2 separate regions of the Gossypium hirsutum genome follow, and region 2 is linked to region 1. A link is a contact called in public Hi-C data. All regions are on one chromosome and are shown on one strand. Each heading gives the region's core, a stretch centred on a gene start, on an enhancer-like site or on the middle of the called end of the contact. The rest is flanking DNA. Distances are from core to core; before and after follow the strand shown. Region 1 has its middle 12 kb from the start of LOC107903662. Region 2 holds the start of LOC107902277 (disease resistance protein At4g27190).

Evidence for each region. A called contact is a pair of places that touch in the nucleus more often than the background predicts.
Region 2: a Hi-C map of seedling shows a contact between it and region 1, with 1.8 times the contacts expected there. The contact joins the promoter of LOC107902277 here to the enhancer-like site in region 1. A contact is called at or near these places in 2 of 34 Hi-C or Micro-C datasets (leaf and seedling).

Annotation. Positions count from the first base shown.
Region 1 is chrD05:57,753,170-57,760,920 of Gossypium_hirsutum_v2.1, forward strand. No RefSeq gene overlaps it. Among protein-coding and RNA genes, the nearest start is that of LOC107903662, 12 kb to the left of the region's middle. Within about 2 kb of position 2,237, at least 1 of the 9 cell types and tissues checked has an H3K27ac peak or open chromatin away from gene starts, as enhancers often do.
Region 2 is chrD05:58,007,417-58,014,981 of Gossypium_hirsutum_v2.1, forward strand. It overlaps LOC107902277 (disease resistance protein At4g27190), which reads right to left and starts at 2,789. Exons shown (of 4, transcript XM_041092266.1): 1 at 2,435-2,789; 2 at 2,278-2,316; 3 at 1-2,165. The coding sequence starts at 2,119.

The sequences.
Region 1 (7,751 bases), core at 987-3,486:
GATAATGCATGAACTAACATTTTAAAAAGAGTTGAATTTAATCAACCTTTTAAAAAGAGTCGAATTATTGTTTTAGTTGAAATACTGACTAAAATGTTAAATTTTTTAAACATGACAGCACACATGACAATCCATGTGCACTTGATTTTTTTTTATGATTTTTTTATATTTATATTTATATTTGAATTTTTAATTTTATGAATATTTTTATAAATTTTAAATTATTTGTTGATGTAACATATAAGATAAATTATGTCATATCAATATAAAGTACACACAAACCACTATGTGGATTATCATATTAACATCATTAAAAAATTAATGTTATTAAAATAGGTGATTTAACTTTTTTTTTAAATTAATAATAAATTTAATTAAAAAAATAAATTTACAAAAATATAATTATTCTTTTAGAAGAAAGAACATAACTTTTTGACTTCATCGACAAAGTCTGGCTGCTTATAAATTTGGTTTCCTAGAATATTCTTGCGGTGAGGCTTATTAGGTTAGAATTTAACTTCATTGATAGAAACGTAAAGATACTGGAACCTAGTGAGTAGGGAATGTTTTCTTATAATTAATGTTTTTAGAATTCAATTTGTAGTTGAATTAATTAGATTATCTGTTCATCAGTTTAATTTTTTTGATGAATTAATAATATTTAAAACATATTAAAAATATCTAAAAAATAACAAAAAAAATTGATTCAACCGTCGATTCAATCAGTTTTTCAGTCGATGCAACTGATTTGTACTGGTTCGAGGTTCAATCAATCTGATGGCTTTCTTCATATCGTTACCTTAGGCGGTTCATGGGTCGAGTCGGGTTTAAGCATGATACTAATACACTTTATGCTTGCCCAAGTCAAATCCGACTCAGAATATGAGCCTAAAATTTTATCTAAGCTCGTCCATATTTTTCAATGACTAATCCAAGCCCATTTAGGTCTGCTAATTTTTTTGAAAAATATTTATATTACTTTAATATAATATTTAATAATTTTATATATTTTTCATTTTTTAAAATTTTATATATTCATTTAAGCCTACCGATTATAGGGTATGATATGCAAATGTGAATGATACAAGGTATGAAAATGTTAATATATATGATAGTTGCCCATACAAATTTAGTAAAATGTTAGCATACGGTTAACATGCCAATAGAGTCATATGCACGCTTGTATGGGATATGTGATGATACGAAGATTATGATAGGTTATATCAAGATCTCTACGACGACTCATATTGATTTGATGCGAAACGAGGGCACGAACGATAACTGACCTCAATATTGGTCCAGGACATTCAGATCAACACCAACCTTTAAAATAATACTAAAATTTAGTAACTTAAAATGAATATAAACCCTAAAACAACCGCCCAACACATCCCCTTCTAAATGAAAACAAAACTACACACTTCCTTGCAACCAACTGCACTTACGCTTCTTAATTAATCAAATTCGAGTTTCCAAACTATTGGAATCGAATACTCCTATAAAAAATAAGATCAGAGGCTGATTAGAGTGAAGAAATATAAATCTTAACCTTGTTGGAGAAGCGGCAAAAAGAAGAAAAACCAACACCCCATAATGGTGGTTCTAAGGATGACACACCACCATAATCGACCACAACAAGGGTTATTTTTGTATGGCACCAAAAGAAAGATTTAGGGGCAGATTAGGGATTATTTTTAGGCATGTAAAACTAAGAAAAAGAGGGCTGGAACCACAACACCAATAAGCAAATAATGGCTCAAATTGGCAACCAACAAAAGGAGTTCCTAGGGGCGACAAACATCACTCACGACGGTGGATCTAGGAATTGTTTTGAGCGGCTTAAAAGAACTGTTTAGGGCTAAAGGGGATTGATTAGAACTGTTGGATCGCCGGTACATTCCATGGCACAGCAAAAATATTATTCCAACGATCGTCAACCAAGGATCCATGTACATGGAACGAATCGGGTTGAAACAAAGGTTGAAAATATACCATAATCGACCACAACAAGGGTTATTTTTGTATGGCACCAAAAGAAAGATTTAGGGGCAGATTAGGGATTATTTTTAGGCATGTAAAACTAAGAAAAAGAGGGCTGGAACCACAACACCAATAAGCAAATAATGGCTCAAATTGGCAACCAACAAAAGGAGTTCCTAGGGGCGACAAACATCACTCACGACGGTGGATCTAGGAATTGTTTTGAGCGGCTTAAAAGAACTGTTTAGGGGCTAAAGGGGATTGATTAGAACTGTTGGATCGCCGGTACATTCCATGGCACAGCAAAAATATTATTCCAACGATCGTCAACCAAGGATCCATGTACATGGAACGAATCGGGTTGAAACAAAGGTTGAAAATATACCTTTCAAAATTGAAAAGCAACGAATGACGTTGTTGATAGGATCCCTTTTAGAGATGTCGATTACAAGCTGCAACAATAACATCTCTGTAACAACCTGATTTTCAGTGGAGTCGAAAACAGTGGTACGGGACCACCAAATCCGACGAGTAAGCTCATAAATTTTATTATTTAGTATTTACGAGTCAAACGTGGTTTTAGGAAGATTTTTGAATTAGTAATTTGTGTTTAATAAGGATTTAATTGGTTAAGTGGTTTAGAAAACGAGGTATCGAGACCTCGACTTTATAAACCGAGCCGTAAATATTTTTATAAATATTTACGAAGTGTCATTAAGGTAGTATTAAAGTTTCGTTAGAAAATTTTAACGTTTTGATAGTTAATTAATTAAATAGGTCTAAATTAAAAAAAATGCAAAACTTACTAATTAAAAGAAATAGTAATTAAATGACTTAAATGGTAAATAGGAAGGACTTAAAGAGTAAATAAGCCACAAAGAAATGGCTGAGGCGGCGTAAGAGTTAAAAAATAATAAAACAATGTGAACTAATTTTAAATTTTATGAAATTAAACTTAAATAAATTGAAATCTAAAGAATATTCTTCTTCAATTCTCAGCTAAAAATAGTCATAAGAGCTCTTAAAGCTAGTTTTTATATTTTAGCTCTATCTCCGTATCAAGAGCCCGTAGACAATCGTGAAAAAGGAAAATTGGAAAAATAGTCCTTGAATTACTACAAATTTTATAATTTAATTTAGGTAAGTTCGTATGGTTAAACTTTAATGTTTATATATTAAATTGATGAATGATATTATGTATTTATTCATATCTATTGTTGAAAATAAAAAAAATATTGTTAAAATTATGAAATTGAATTGAATATTCAAAACGAGTGGAACGCGGGATTGAGTACAATCGTTCTGTGGCGAAAGATAGTAAAGGAAGAATTGACGGCAAATTACCCAAGTAAACCGAAGTTCAGCATTTGTTGCTTACTTTCGTGTTTACTTTCCATTTAGCTCTCACGAGCTTCTGTTTAACTCATATGAGTTTCCGATTAACCTTAATGGGTTTCCGTTCATCTCTTTTGAGCTTTTGTTTAACCCTAATGGGTTTTCGTTCAGCACTTTTGAGCTCCCGTTCAATCCTTATGGGTTTCTCTTAGCACCTATGTGCTTCTGTGCAGCCTTTGGGCTTCTGAATATGATGTACTCATATTCGTAAGTCGTTCTCAAATTCGGTAAGGATTGGTAAGTGAAATTATGAAATTAATATTGAAAGTCTTATTGTAATTATTGGTAAGTGTAATTATTGGTAAGTGTAATTATTGGTATTAATATATGATGTAAAATAAAATGAATATACAATAATTAAATGAGTCTCGAATTATAGAAATACAAGTGGAAATTTCGAGCTACTCGTCGAAGGCTTTGGATTTTCTTTTCCCTCTAAATGAATTTGGGTCAATGATAGTTACAGATTAACATAGGACATATGACAGTATCAATAATCAGCCAATTCACAATAAATTATCAATTGATTAAATTTTTACAATTTATTCAATCTATTCAATTTAGTTCCTAAAATCAGAACTAACATAACTTTCAATTTAAAGCTTCAAGTTGAATTCCAAATTCACTATTACTCATTAGGGACCTCCTATTTCTTATTTCTATAGCCAATTTTACATTTTATTCAATTTGGTCCATAATGTAGGAAACTATCAATTAAAATTTGCAATTTAATCCATTTTCAAATCCAAGCTTATAATCTATTAATTTAACACCTAAAACCTCCAATTCTCAACAATTGCATCTTTCAAAACTTAATAGATTTACAAATTGATACATGGGCTAGCTAAATTAAACTCCCATGACATCAAAAATATAAAAATTACAAGAAAATGACTTAATTTCCATACCTAATTATGAAGTTAAAAGCTTGAAAAACTTGAACTCCCTTCAATGGCGTTTGGTCTTGTGAGGAGTCCTCAAGCTATTTTCTAATTAAAAATCTATACCGATTGGACTTTACAAATTGATCCCTAAGCCCTAATTAACCATAATTTGGCTAAATTGAATATCTAAAATATAATTCACTTATATAATAACTCTGCAAATATCTCTATTTAATATTTACGAGCTCGATTTACGAAAATAGGGTCTCAAAACCATATTTTTTTGGACACCACTGACTTTCAGGTTGTTACATCCATCCCCATCCCATCCCATCTCATCCGACCTCAATTTGATTTTTGCTAGTTATTTTTAACATTTTCGTTTTTTTAAAGGAAAATAAATATTTCCAAATAAATCTTCAAAAAAAATTAAACATAAAACATAAGGTTTTTTTTCTATAATATTTTCTTTTTCATATTTTGACCCTTTTAATAGTTATACATAAACAAAACTAAAACAATAATTTTATATAGCAAACAGAGCATAGTAGAACAAGCAATTACCATGAATGCTTTATACACCTTGTCCAAAAAAAACCCATTTGCCTTGCCTCACATACACCCTTTACAAAAAATTGCTCAATTCAAAGTAGATAAGCCACAGAACAATCGAGGTTTTGCCATCTCTACTTAATTAAAGTAATTGACCTTGTGAAATACTCGAGTGAGGTGTTTATGTATAATATACATTAATTGAATCACATAAATTCAAAATTTTTTTTATTTCAATTGAAATTCAAATTTTAAAAGTAAAGTGATGGTTCGAATCTTCAAACCTACAACTCTCGACTCGTTTATACTAGGCATAACAATTCAAAATACGAATTCAGATATTTCTAGACAACAAATTTATTTTTTGCGGATTTGATTAGTGTGGATTCAAATATTATTCAATTTCAGATTTTAAATTTGTTGTCTACCGTAGATTCGGAACATATACATATAAATACTTTAGATATCCATTATCAAAATCCAAATTGCTTTATTCAAAGAATAGATGCGGATTCATAATCAAAATATTTGAATCCACTAACTATATAATTCTTATTGAAATTAAAAATATGTCTCATTATTACTATAATAATTAATTTTATAGCACTATTTTTTTAAAATCTTATCGAAACTAATCACATCGCTTGTGTATTTACCAAAGTAGTCTTAATTTAGGCCCTACGTTTGGAAGCCGTCAATATTACTGAAAATATAATTTCCTCTCAAAAAGAGAATAAAGTAAGTGTTGATAATTGTCGCTTTAGTAGCGTTGATAAAGACAAGGTCATGTGGAAGTTACCTAATTGGATTCGATAGTTTGTGTTCTTCCATACCAGTGTTTAGCCATTTCTAGTTTTAAATTTGAAGAACATGCTTAAAGCGAAATATTATACAAAAACGTAAATAAAATATTATATGATATGATAAGGATATATGCATGAATATAATACCAACATAAAGGAAAATACACACATTTTTATATGTACATTTGTCACCTTCAATCAAATGATGAAATCTCATAAGAAAAGAATTATTGTTTTGCCGCTTTCATGCATCTGGTCAGTTCAATTCAGCCGACTTGCATGTTAATTTCTATCTTCATCATTTCTTTAGTATTATCCCACACTTAAACCCCACTTTCTTCTTTTTATTTATTTTTAAAGTTTTAATTAATTTGTTGAATTCATGGTAATCCATGCTAGATATAAATTAACATAGCATGGAAATATTAACAAACTAATGTTATTATGGAATGAATATTAGTTCGGTTAGAATCAGTATTATTATTAACGTAGGAGGATAAGTGAATTCAAACACGTTAAAGCGCGTTTATCTTCCTTTCTTTTAAAAAGGAAAATCATATTATATTCAACATCATATTTCACTTACTTCTGTATGTGTTCATAGCACATGACGCATCTTACCCTAAACTTACTAGGTCTACTAGGTAAGTTCAATTTATAATTGCTTTATTTTTCTCATAAAGTCAAAAGTTATTCTTAATTTGGATTCATGATGACCTTACTGAATCTAAAATCCTCAAAAAAAAAAGTGAAACTTCTTTATTTAGTTCTTTGTTTTGATATGTATAAATTCATATATACATATGGGTCTGGACTTAATGGTGGTTCCTATTGCTGAAATAGTACAATGCACATAGCAACGTTTCCACATTTTAAATCCCATCACATCAATATTAAAATGTTTATGTTGTTTTATTTCAATTCCAATATCCTTTTTAATGAAAAAGATATCATAGATCCAAGTCGATATAACAGTTGATGTAAAGATTGGAGGAAAAAACTATTTGGATTTCAGTTTGTTGTTTCATGAAAAAAAATTTAAACTGTAAAAGAGAAGGGGATAAGAGCTTTCGATCGGTGCGCGCAGACATTGTAAACAGAGAAGACCATAAAACAATGATTTTAACAACCCAATAACCTAAATAAAAATTTTCAAATAACTCAATAACTATTTTATAACTTTTTAAAGTTGAGTAAACAAGACATAAACTTAACATCAGATACAATTTACTCCTGATATTATAACTTAAAAAAGTACTCATTTATGAGAAATTTTTGTGTGTGGTTATTTTCATAATCATGTACATTCTTCGCACATACTATGGTTTGAATTTCGAGACTGAAATTGTGTCCTAGTATTGAGGGGCGAAGACGTGGCAAAGGCCTTCACCCCAGAATGGTAAGTCATCTTTTAGCCCTTTACGATTTCATAAAATTGTATAATAACATTAAGGTAAAGTTGCATTTAACTCTCAAAAAATTATCTCCAACATAATTTTTTAACTTCGTCCTTACTAACTTAAATATATGAAAAAAAAAATCATATCATACACATATTTGTATTTGTTATTCGCCGGAATCAGGTGACAGTAGGATAGTACTCTCTTTGCTGGTGGTGAGGAATGAAACAGAGCAATGTAGCTAACACCAACATATGAATGCATTTCATAGCTATATCACTTAAGTTTGTAGGTGAATGTCAGATATGGATCATGTCAATATTTTGTTGATATTCAAGTGCAATGGAGATGGCCTAAGGACCCACCATCTTAAAAATGGTTAAGGAAGAAAAATTTAGGAAAAAAAAAAAAACTTTATCTGATTAATGGAGCCCACTTAGTTATAACATTAAAAAGAAAAAGAACTGCAGAAAGTTGATGGTACTTTGAAAATGATGGATATAAAGATTAAATAAGAAAAGGAAAAGTTCATCTCTGAACTTTAATGGTGATGATGGAAGAAAAATACCAAATGATCTACACTCTATAATCCAGAAAACGTATGCAAAAATACAGTTTCTCTTTTTATGGTGTAAATCACCGGCACCTACCAAAAAAAAATGGTATGATTTGATTATCATTGATTAGTGATGATGTGGGTCAGGTCCCCCTGGACTTAATCTTTTAGACTCCAATGG
Region 2 (7,565 bases), core at 1,539-4,038, 250 kb after region 1:
ATAATCTACGAAACACAAAGCCATCTAGAAAATGTTCAGAAGAAATATCCAATGATATTACAACCAACTTTGGCAATAAATTCAACTCTGATAGGCTGGAATAGCTTTCCCTTTTAGTTGAATTCTCAGTCGCCCATTTTAATGAACTACAACCATGCAAGTATAGTTCTTCTAAATTGGACAATCTTCGTATTAAGTTAGGAGTGATTCTTCGTAGTTCATAGCAATACGATAAATCCAACAATCTTAGATTTTCCAAATCACCAGCTTCAGTCGGCAATTCAGTGATATCAGATCGACTTAAAGAGAGAATATGAAGTGTCCTCAGCTTCCCAAGCATTGAGATGTCAGAGAGTTTACAATCAATCAAATACAAAGTCTGAAGGTTCATATGAAACTGAAATGTAGACAGAGATATCAACAGATGATTCAAAGCACAAACTAGTAATGCCTTCATACCCTCAAAGAATTCGCTTGAAGTTTCCATGAAACGATTGCCACCAAGTAAAAGAAGTTTGAGATATGGAAAACCCACTCCTTTAGGCAGTTCATCCGTTTGATCAGTGTTGAAGGAGATTGCTGTGTAATGCTTGAAACTTTCATCCATCGGGAGTGTTTCAACAGTCCCAAAAGAAATCTCCTTCCTTGAAGATGCTATCCACAAAGCAAATTGGTGAACCACGTCATGCATTTTGACATGCCTTTCTCCGCAATCTAGCAACAAACCGGAGTTCTTGAGGGTCTCAATTGATGCAAGCACTTCACTTCTAACATCTTTAATTGAGTCCATGCCTTTATACAACTCCAGTCCCCATGCATATCCTACCAAGTTCTCCACATAAACCTCATCATCTTCAGGAAATAAAGAGCACAACAAGAAACATGTCTTGGTCTCCATATTCTTCAAGTAGTCGAAGCTCGCCTCAAGACATACATAGGCATTTTCTTCATTAACATCCTCAATTTCAGTCAATCTACGATCTTTGAGTCTCAGGTATGCAGCTTGCCACTCATGATGGGTTTTACCTTTCAAGGCACTTCCCAGCGGAACTATAGCTATAGGCAAACCCCCGCATTTTTTGACAATTTGATGTGCTAGGATTTTAATAGAATCATCAGAAAAGTCATCTAGACCTGCTTTCTTTTCAAACAGAGTCCAAGCTTCATCATCATTCAAACAGCCAAGTTGTACCATGTTTTGACAATCCATAGCTTGACATACTTGTTGACAGCGTGTTGTTAAAAGAACTTTGCAGCCTTTATGATCATCCCCAATTGGAATTCCTATCTTCTCCTTTAAGTTGATAGATTCCCAAATATCATCAACGATGATAAGAATCCTCGGTTCATTCTTCAGTCGTAACCATAATTCTTGCTCGGATCTTCTTCCTTGTTCATTCTTCATATCAAAGCCTATGTATTGTGCAATTTGATCTTGAATTCTCTCAAAATTTGGCTTTTGAGACACAACCGTAATCACAACTTTGTTAAACAATTTCAGTTTTTGAGCTTGACTTCCAACTTCACGAGCCAGGGTGGTCTTGCCCACCCCTCCCATCCCCCATAACCCAATCATGTTGATATTCTCATCTTTTAAGGCTTCAATGATTTGATAGAATGCAGTCTCTGAAGATTTTGAAAACACAAATTCCTTAGAACATAGGAAATCTATAGTGGGAAGGGCAGTAGGAGCAGAGTAGCCGACTGGTCCAAGTTGACCAAATTTGTCCAAAAGCTTAGAGATATCCTGGATTTTCTTCATTGCTTTCTTGCTTAATTGATATCTCCAACTCCAATTAGGACACCAATTGAGACACCTCTTATTCAGTTGGATTTCCTCCTCCAGAGTTCCCATATCCGACAGTGTTTCATCTGCCCTTGATTGCAAGTTCTGTACATCATTTTCAATTTGTAGAAGCCGATTTTTAGCATCCTCAATCTTATGTAGTAGACGATCTCGTGCATCTGCAAGTTCACGCTTTTTCTCTCGGAGCTTTGCAACATTGTCATGAAAGCGACGGACATAATCAAGTTGACGTCCTGCCGGCTTCACCACACAGCCCACAACCAGTGTTCCAACTGTGTTAGAAAGAGCAGCCTCACAAAATCCGCAACCCATGCTTGACAAGCTCAAATTGAAGAATATGATGTTCCAAGTTCAAACACTGCAGTGAATCATAAGTAATTACCATAAAAAAAATTAAAGAATCAAAAAGTGTTTTGAAGATTATGACACTACTTCTTATCCATAAGAAGGATGGTGAAAGGCAACTCAACCTATGAGAATCAATGTGTTGTTCTTTCAACTCAGTCCAGCTGAAAACACAATGAGATCATAAAAACATTAAAAGATGAGATCAGATCAAAAAAATATATAGAACAACTTCAATTGATATATAAAAAACAGAAATGAAGCATATATAAATAGATTTACCTCACTTGGGAACTTTTAAAAACAAACTACACTTAGGGATCAGAAGATTCTTACTTCTAAACAATCAAAAGGGAGGGATTTGAAGGTTGGTTTTTTTTTTAGCAAAAGTAAGTAAAACTGAACACAAAAAAGAAAGGAACTTGAAGAAAGGGGGGAAAAACAAAGTAGAAATTGAAGTTTATCTGCCTGGAAAATTCAACCGCTCGGAAAATTTTACTATTTCAGTATGACCCCTCAATTTCTACAATGTTCCGCCACTAAAAACTGAGTTTTCTTGTAGACAAAGGATTTGTGTTTATTAATGAAGTTGGTTTATTTTGCAATTAAGACCAACAAAGACATGACAGGATAGGAGATAACAAAAAGGAGGGGGTCTTTGGGTCATATTTTTACCCTAGTTTGCTCTATTAGAAAAGTGTTAATTGCATCAACAATCTCTAAATTATGACTATCAATTTAAATTGGTCCCCAAACTTCAAATTATTTTAATTATATCTCCAAATTATCGATACTGTATCAATCAAGTCCTTTTGTTATTACAGTCACATATCAAATCTTACATAGCTAAATTTAAAATCACATATCAAGTCCTTTTGGTTTGCATTTATTTTGCAATTAAGACCAACAAAGACATGACAGGATAGGAGATAACTTACATAAAGGTGAGTCTTTGGGTCATATTTTTACCCTGGTTTGCTCTATTAGAAAAGAGTTAATTACATCAAGCATCTTTAAATTGTGACCATCAATTTCAATTGGTCCCCAAACTTTAGATTATTCTAATTATATTCTCAATTTATCGGTACTATATCAATCGAGTCCTTTTGTTATTACAATCACATATCAATCTTACATAGCTAAATTTAAAATGAAAATTTTAAATAAATAGAATCATGTTACATAACTTTTAAAATTAAAAACAAAAATTAAGTAAAACTTAAATTTTTTTTAAAAAGTGAACATAAAACTTCCATAAAAACTTCGAAAACCTCAAAACTAAAGTTTTTAAAACAGTTATTTTTATAATATTCATTTTTTAATTTTTATTTTAAATTATTATGTCACATTAGATTTAACATATCATTTAATGATTAAACTGGATAAAACAACCTTTCTAATCCATCTCAATTTTGATATTGAATAAATTTATCTCTATAAAAAAATCAAACCAATCTAATCCCTATCAATTTCAAAAGTGACCGAATAAGGACAATTTTCATAAATTTGACTGGTATAATAACAGATTTAGCTGTCAAAGTTAACACATTCTATCAATTTAGTCATGATTTAACAAATTCAACTCACAATATTTTTATAAAAATGTAAATATTAAGACTAAATTTTTTTTATTTTTTAGAATCAAAACGAAACTAAGAAAATTACAATTTAATCATAGATATTTTCATTTTTTTTGTTGAAGATATATTTTATTAATTCATAGATATACAAACTACAAATATGTTCCCGCCTGAAAATCAATAAATCTTGATTAATATATTTTAAAAAAACATGGATTTCAATTTAATCATAGATATTTTCATATATTATTTTGTTGTGACCCAAGTAAATGGAAAATATACCCACTTACCACTTCAAATTGAAGTAATGATTCCAAGAATTTGAGTGTGGATAAGAAAATTCCAAACAGTCTTTTCAGCTCTGTTTTAGTTCAAGAAAAACAGAAAAAGATAATATTAGATCAAGAAATATATAGCAAAATTATATATAAAAAATCACAATTAAACTTGGCTGTGCATTTATTTTGCAATTAAAGACTTGACAGGACAAGAGAGGAGACGACCTAGAAAAGTGTGAAAGTTTTTGGGTCAGTTTTCACTTTTTTACCTTTGCAAAATTATACATTTATGTTTTTCATATTTGTTTCATTTAAAGCGTCTTTCAAGAAAATATGTTCTTTTTCTTCTTATTTTTCATTTGCTATCAGAAATGAAGATGAGTTTTCTTTATTTAAAGTGAATTTTCTATTATATTGCAAATTCTAGAGATAACTTTCCAATGTTTATGTTATATAACAAGTTTTTTTCCTTCAAAATTAAAAAGGAATAAGAATATGGTTTTTTGAAATTTCATACCAAATCATGGATTTGGGTATCTTCAACAAAATGTTGAGCTTTACATAACATCTTCTATTGTCATTTTGGTTTTTTTTTCCGTAATCAAAATAATGTATGAAAGATAAAATATATAATTAATACATCACTTTTTAGAAAATTTTAAACAATGATCATTAATAGTCTCAATAGTTTTATGGCTAAATTACAATCAAATCATTAAATTATTAATAATGTTGAATTTTTTTTGAAATCAACTTTCTATTTTTAAAATGACGAGAATGAGAGTCGTCATCAATCTTTTTTTATTAGGTGTAATCAGATCACCTCGTAATTTAATCATTTTAATAAAAGTTTAAATTTACTAAAACGACGATTTTTGGTTTACAAAATCTAAGAAATGAGTTCGGGAGTCTGTTACGCACGAGGAAGGGTTAGTATCCTCGTAAAATCCAAAATTGGTACCTAAGTGATTAATTAATGTCTTAAGATTGAAAGTTAAAAATTCGAAAAGAGTTTAAAATACGACCCCCTCTTTTTATTAATGTATTTTTTAAGTAAAATCCGTTGAATAAATCAAAAGTGTGTAAAATGTCCTCTTATCTAGAGGTAACAAAAAGGTCATATCCTGTAAGTTAGGACACGCCATCTAGAATCCTCGAAAATAAGTTTTCTCTTTATTTAATTACTATTCAAATCTCAAGTGTTTTAATTTCGAAAGAGATGTTCATGATCAGCTATCTAGGTTCAAAGAGAACGTCAAACCCCATAAGTTAACGCACGACTTCTCGAATCTCCAAATGCGGAACATTGCCATAATTTTAAAAATTTCCTTTTTATGCATCGAGTAAAAATTAGTGTAACACTTAAAATAGTATATATTTAATTTATTCGGGCATCGTACGAAAAACGGAAAATCTATTCAAACAAGATTCGTGACATGATTGCGGTCATAATAAAATTAAATGAAGTATATATAAAAAATAATGATATATGAAAAATAAAAATGTCGTGCTAGTAAGTGGCAGTGCGATATCAATTTGTAGTAATAATAACATGATAATGATAAACATAATAAAATATGAATGTATAATAATATTAATATGAACAATAAATGTGCAAGTAAAACGTAAATAATCTAATTTAGAAAATATATTTTAAAAAATAAATAAATAATGACGACAATAAAGGCAAAAGTAGAAGAGATAAAAAAATAAAAATAAATAAAATGCACAATAAATAAAAAACAAATAAATTTTAAATAAAAAGGAAATAATAAGTAAATAAATCAAATCAAATAAAATAATAAATAAATAATAATAATAATACATAAAAATGAATAATCAAGAAAGGGTCGAAACTAAATAAATAAGGACTAAGTCGACATTGAAATGAAATTAAGAGTCTAAATTATAATAAAATAAGTGCATAAATATAAGAAGGATTAAATTGAAACTAAAGTAAAATTTTAGGGGAGAAATCAGGATAAAAATAAAATAAGGGACTAAATTGTAACATGCAAAGAAAAGAGAGGGACTGAATTGAAACAAAATCAAAATCATAGGGTAGAAATTAAAAAACAAAAAATTTGGATTGAAAAATAATTAAAAAGCTGAAGGACTAAAGGTGCAATAAGACCATTGTAACACCCTCTAACCCCAAACCGTAGCCAGAACAGGGTTACGGCATTACCGGACCTATCAGACAACTTACGAATAATTTACAATTAAAATAACATTCATAGTATAATTTAATAATTAAATCCCTATAATGGACTTTCGAAACCCAAAACATATATTAAAAGTAGAATGGAACTTGTTCGAGTATTCCAAAAAAAATTTTCGTAAATCTTTTTTTGAACAGTATTTCTGCTTATTTTACATAAAATCCCTTGCGAACTTAAAACAAAAAAAAAACCAATACAAATGTTTCAATCAAAGATTTTATACCTTAGAACGCTACTAAATCATGCTTAATAAATTGATTTACTACTTTAATTATAAAGGTTAAAGTTAACATGTAAAAAAAAAACTAATTCATATCTTTCATTCCATTTCAAGATTTAATACTAAGTTTACTAATTTATAACTTTAAACCCTATTTATCATCAAAAAGACCATAACCATTTACTTACAACCAAGATCATTTAGCATATATATATTTACATATATATGACTCGTGTACACTAGCCACTTAAATAAAAGGAAGAAATACATCACCAAAATTTTCTTGTTGGAGTCGAGATCTTTCTGGATGCTGAATTGGACCTTGAACTCTAATGACCTACGCACGGAAACAACTGTACGTTGAGTATTTCATACTCAGTGGTATTACTATAATTTAAACTATTTAATATTAATAAATTACAACATCAACCATAAGCTTTTTTTTTTAAAAAATCATTTAAACTAATTATACATAATTATATATCACTTCATAAATCTTAAATTCATATATATTTTTTATATACTAATTCAATTCATATTTTAATTCATACATTCTTTCTCGTACTTTTAAATAGTGCCAAATCAATCAATCTCATTTTCAAATTTTCATTTCAATTATTTACTCTATTAACAAGGCTCGGACTCTGACAGATACATGGATTACACCCAAACACACTAGAATATCCAACCTAACACACCCGGAATAATATAAATCCTCCATAACACACCAGTATATCATATCCTCCCAAACACACCAATAAGGCATTAGATGCCTTTTCGGATAAACCGAAACATATAATAACAAAATCATCTTCTCGGGCAAACTACAAATCTTCTCATCACATTACAAATCCTATGACATGTCATTTGTATCCAATCTAGTCTAATAAGTTAATAGGGCATTATTTTACTTTTCCAATTTCGAATTCATTTCCACAACAATTTCAAATATTCAATCAATTCAAAACATCTATTATTTCAATTCACTTATAATTCAATATTCACACATATCTTAATTTCAAATTTTATTACTTACCTTACCTTAAATATCTCATGATTACAATTTCAATATAGCATTTAGTAAATAGATTAAATTATAGTAATACAAACCCG